Regions from separate parts of the Sus scrofa genome. Here region 2 is linked to region 1. A link is a contact called in public HiChIP or PLAC-seq data. All regions are on one chromosome and are shown on one strand. The core of a region is the stretch at or near the end of the contact, and the rest is flanking DNA. Distances in the headings are between cores, read along the strand shown.

The links. HiChIP or PLAC-seq counts read pairs in DNA pulled down with a chosen protein or histone mark.
Region 2: an H3K27ac HiChIP or PLAC-seq map of alveolar macrophages shows a contact between it and region 1. The contact joins two enhancer-like sites. A contact is called at or near these places in 1 of 5 promoter capture datasets (fetal skeletal muscle) and 1 of 2 datasets of contacts at active chromatin or transcription factors (alveolar macrophages).

The regions. Positions count from the first base shown.
Region 1 is chr1:26,462,302-26,465,001 of Sscrofa11.1, forward strand. No RefSeq gene overlaps it. Among named protein-coding and RNA genes, the nearest start is that of TNFAIP3, 22 kb to the right of the region's middle. Within about 2 kb of position 1,425, at least 8 of the 83 cell types and tissues checked have an H3K27ac peak or open chromatin away from gene starts, as enhancers often do. A contact at or near this core is called in alveolar macrophages, where this site is marked.
Region 2 is chr1:26,642,614-26,645,391 of Sscrofa11.1, forward strand. The region is part of intron 3 of LOC106508840; the gene reads left to right. Among named protein-coding and RNA genes, the nearest start is that of OLIG3, 160 kb to the right of the region's middle. Within about 2 kb of position 1,403, at least 25 of the 83 cell types and tissues checked have an H3K27ac peak or open chromatin away from gene starts, as enhancers often do. A contact at or near this core is called in alveolar macrophages, where this site is marked.

The DNA of each region.
Region 1 (2,700 bases), core at 175-2,674:
TTTCTTTCTTTCTTTCTTTCTTTCTTTCTTTCTTTCTTTCTTTCTTTCTTTCTTTCATGATTTAAATAGCATACTACAATAGCGGAAAGGTCTTTAAAAGATAAGCAGAAATTACAGTCAGTCTTTTGAAATGAAGTGTCCTGAGGTTATATTAAATTAGTCCTGCATTATTTAGCATATGGCTCCTAAATATGAGGAAATATGTCATATAAATAACTCAAAATAGTTGCTGCACATCATCTCAACTTTCTCACCACCTATATTGCAAGGGATATTTATTTACATGTCACTTGCTCTTCGTCCAGCATCTTAGGCTTGATTCCTTCTTAGTGACTCTGGGTCTTCAGACAGCAAACGTTGGAGATCATTCATAATTATGACCACTTCTCATTGAAAGAAGATACAGTGGAAAAGTGAGGTGAAGGTCAAAGAGGAGACTGACGGTAACAGGTCTGAGCAGACTTGACTGAAGAATTCTACACAAGAATTACACATGTATTTACCTGAGGAGTTAGGACGTTCTGTGCAGCCCTCCATCTGGATGACATTATTTAATAAAGTTTGTATATATATAGCCCCAGAGAGATGGGCTTGGGGTAGCTTCCACTGAGAGAAGTCAAACATTTAAACAACAACAAAAAAGTTACAGTGCTAAAAATTTCTGAACCCAAAGAAGACAGAATTTCCTCCAATCACAAGGAACGAAGGCAAATGTCACATTTCCTGGCTGCCCACTCGACTTACCACACCCCCTCCCCCAGCTCCCCTTTAGCAACAGAGAAAGAAATCACAGTAGTGAATTAATAATTCTGTGAGACAGACTTTCCTTCCCCTGTGTGTGATTCAGCGCTGCAGCCCGGAGGAGAGGTGGCGGCGAGTTCTTTAACTCTGCGCGCTCTGCACTGGCTTTCAGTATTAGCCATCCGGAGTTTTTGAAAATTAACACTGGAACAAAAGTGACTATCATACTCCATGTCCCCTTCATCCGCCCTCGGCCCAAACTTTATTTAGGTTTCTTTAAGGTTGCTTAAGAAAAAAGCAAGAGGAGAAAAGAATGGGAAACACTGCTTAGAAATGGCGAGATCAAACCAACACTCAAAGCATGTTGTATCAATTACCCCCACCCGTGATTGATTTTACTATGAACGGAAGGAAAAAGGTCTTTTTACCATAAATGACACTCCTTCAACTCTGTAATCAGCCCCCTTCCCCTCTCTTTCCAGCATATCTATTTAATCATGCATGACTGCAGCAAGGTGATGCAATAGTTTCAATGTAACTGCCTTATCTCAGCCTGGAATGAGAAACCTCGTGTGACTGAGGAGCTGACAGCGCGGCCCCTTGGGCATCAGAAGAGCCCTGAGAGTTTTTCCCCTGTGGCCTTGCAAGGCATCTGTAGCACCTGAGCCTTCCGGGAAGTGCCCCCAATAATCCACAGACTGGGCGGGAACTCCAGGGCACTGGGCTGACTTTTCCTGGCCTGTGCATGTCTAAGATAAGGGTCTGCTAAATAAACGCCATTTCCACCCCCTGCTCTGCTTTCTGGGTTTTCAAAACTGTGAAAGCCTTACCTAAAGCAAAGTATACACCCAGAGGACATCTGGTTCACCAGTAGTGGGGCTGAGGCCTCTGACATGTCCTATTGGCTCCAGTTCTTCAGCCTTCCACCAACAATGGATGGCAGCCACTGAAGATAGATTTCTAGTGGGCAGGATTCTAGTGGGTGAGCGTCCCACTGACAGGCAGTGTGAACTCTTCCAGGAACTCTTCCAGTAAAATCACCTCTGCGTGCTAAGACCTCTCAGGATGCTCTAACCTGGGGAGGCTGAATTACTGTATTGACAGCTCAGCTATGTGGACCATTGTATGGAATGGCTGTCTCCCCCGGCAGAGAATGAGAGAATCCTTGGAGCATGATTCTATGGGATCCTTGGAAATTCACTGTTATTGTTATTATTATTTGTGGGTATCTTGATTTTTTTATTAAAGTATAGTTTATTTACAATGTTGTGCCAGTTTCTGCTGTACAGCAAAGTGACTCAGTCATATGCACATATATACATTCCTTTTCTCATATTATCTTCCATCGTGGTCTATCCCAAGAGACTGAATAGAGTTCTCTGTGCTGTGCAGCAGGACCTCATTGCTTACCCATTCTAAATGTAATAATTTTCATCTACTAACCCCGAACTCTCCATCCATCTCACTCCCTTCCCCCTCTGCTTTGACAACCACAAGTCTGTTCTCTATGTCTGTGAATCTGTCTTTGCTTATAAATCTGTCTTTGCTTATAGATAGGTTCATTTGTGCCATATTTTACATTACACATATAAGTGATATCATATAGTATTTGTCTTTCTGACTTACTTCACTTAGTATGAGAATCTCTAGTTGCATCTATATTGCTGCAAATGGCAGTTTGTTCTTTTTAATGACTGAGTAGTATTCTACTGTGTATATAAAACACATCTTCTTGATCCACTCATCTGTTGATGGACATTTAGGTTGTTTCCATGTGTTGGCTGTTGTGAAAATTCACAATTAATATTCTCCAGCCCATGATAGCACACTCTGGAAGGTGCCCGAAGCTGCTCACTTACAAAGGAATGAAGAGACCCCAGATGTGGTTGAGGCTGAAAGGTGTTTGGACACTGCTCTCCTCAGAGGAGGAGAATTTGGGTCTTGGTACCCAGAGCAGCA
Region 2 (2,778 bases), core at 153-2,652, 180 kb after region 1:
AGCAGTTTAACCCTGTGGCTAGATTTTTCCAAAATGAAATTGTTTTGGAAAATCGTGGATATATGGATAATGATGACGATAAAAGGTCTAATTCTCTGTAATTGCATACCAGTGGTTGAGGAGGGCTTTAATTTAACTTGGTGTTTGATGCCACTCAAGATTCGCCCTAAATTCTATTTGTTAAATTTGATTTTTTGATCGTGGGGCTTATTCGCTTTGGACTTTAGAAAATACACAGGTTGAAAGCAGGTTGAGTTTTCCAAGTTTTCTTTGGCCATGACTCAGAGCAAGAAATTTTACTTTAAAACCCTCTACACAGGGATGCACTTTAATATATTGCATTGTATAGTAGCATATTGTATTGTATTGTAATATATTCTACAATGCTTGTCATGGCCTACATAGTTACCAAAACAGCAATCAATTGTGACCTGTAGTTTAAAGTACACTGTTCTAGTGGGCAGGTCCACTAGGTTTTGATTTTCTTTCTGTTAAATATTTTGGTTTACATGAAGGTTTTTTGGTTTGTTTTTAAAATACTGGCCAAAGATAGTATTTGATAGGGAAGTATTTTCTAGGGAAAATAAGTTTATTCTATTCAAAACTTATCCTCTGGAACTTTTTTGGTCACAGATGAGAAATGTTTGGAACTGGAAGGAACTGCAGTGGTCAGCTACATAGACATCGCTCCTATATGAGCGTTCATGATACAGCTCTCTGTGTTTGGATATAGCGATCCTAAAAAGGCAAGTCACAAAAACTGCCCCCTCTGCCTTTCGACACTTCTGAACATAACTAGCTCCCAGTTTACTTTTCTAATTGCTTGTTTGCCGTGATCTCATTCTCCCTTGAAAATCTCAAGGTATGGTTTTTTTTGTTTTGTTTGTTTTTCATTTCCTCGCTGTTTTTTCCAGGTCACAGAACCACAGTTGGCTTGATTATGGTTTGAGGTCACCAAAAAGCTTAATCTAGACAGGGAGGAGGGGGGACACCCAAGATTTTATTGTACATCTAAATTGCTGTCTGATTACACGGAGAGATTCAGATGAGCTGAAGAACTAAGCAGTGGACATTCGAGGGGACAAGCAGTGTTAAAGCTACTCCTTGTTGAAGAAAGGTGGATCGCGTGCTGCCATCTATCGGTGACACTATGAAACAGCAGTGTTTAAATGTCGGCAATTTTGAATGCCCCTTGTTTTTATAAAAATTCTGTTTTGGAGGGAATGAAAGTTTGCTTCACTCATGCGCCAATATTTTATTTCCCAGGCAGCCTTGGCTTCAAGTTAAAGCATCTGTGGATGGAAATGACCCATCTTTCACCCTCATGAAGCTTGTCTGTAAAGCAGACCAAAGGGAAGGGGGAATTCCCACCCTGTCTCATTACTGTCCAAGCCGACATACTTCCCCTTCAGGATGCTTTGAGAGAAGGAGGGACTGTCTGCTGCTGTCAGAGGGATTTCAAAGAACACACTGTTCCCAGGCTTCAGATCTCCCTGATTGCTTCATTGGTCTCTTAAGATAACCATATGTTATGTGCAAAGGGCAGCTTTAAAACAAAACAAAATAGTCCCACCCTGTTTGGAAGCTTGTTGATTCTAAATGCTACACCACTGCGGGTAGCCCTCTGGGTTTATTTATTAGTGAGGGACACGGACATGGAAGCTCTGCTGGCTTCCATCCTTGTTCATTTTAAAAAACGGCAGGCCCAAGGAGAGTTAACAAAATTGTATATCTAAAATGTTTGCACTGGAGTTCCTGTGGTGGCTCAATGGTTAATGAACCCGACTAGTATCATCGAGGATGTAGGTTCGATCCTTGGCCTTACTCAGTGGGTTAAGGATCTGGCATTGCCATGAGCTGTAGTGTAGGTCTCAGACGCAGCTTAGATCCCAAGTTGCTGTGGCTGTGGTGTAGGCCAGCAGCTACAGCTCTGCTTCGACCCCTAGCCTGGGAACCTCCATATGCTGCAGGTACAGCCCTAGAAAGACAAAAAGACAAATAATAATAATAATAATAAAATGTTTGCACTGAAAAAGATAATCATTTTTAGTGGACAAATTCAGTGCAATTTGTATTATTAATTATATAATTGTAAGACTTATTTAGACATTAATTTATAAAGCCCACTAGCAATGGAATAAATACCCATGGCACACAAATTTAAAGCAGAATGTCTGTCTGTCTATCTATCTATCTATCTATCTATGCTGAGCACTCTATTCAATCTGGGATTCATCAGTGAACAAAGCATTCCGAACCTCAAGTATATACTCAGATGGTCAGGTGAGGAGCGATAAACAATGAATTAATTAAATATATATATGTAATTAATAATATATGGCATTGGAAATAGTGATGAGTCCTGTAGAAAAAAAAGGTTGCAGGGAATGGGGTAAGGAAGGTGTGTGAAGGGTAGGTTGTAATTTTGAGTTGGGTGGGTAGGGTATGCCTGTGGGGAAGCTGGTATCTGAGCAGAGACTTGCAGTGTATGAAGGCGTTAGCCATGTGGATGTGGGGAGAATTCCAGGCAAGGGGAGCAAGCAGCTTGTGCAAGGGCCCTGAGGCAAGAGTGTTCCTGAATTGATGGAGGAAGCCAGTATGACTGGAGTGAGGAGGTTGGCAGTGGGCACTAGGAGGGAATGAACTTAGGAGGAAAATCTGTTGGGACTGCCTCACTACCCTGGCTTTATTTAACTACCCAGAATGCTTTAGATGAGGGATTGTATGTGCTAAACCCAGGCAGCAGAGAAGTGGCCTTATTCTAACAGGAGCAGATAC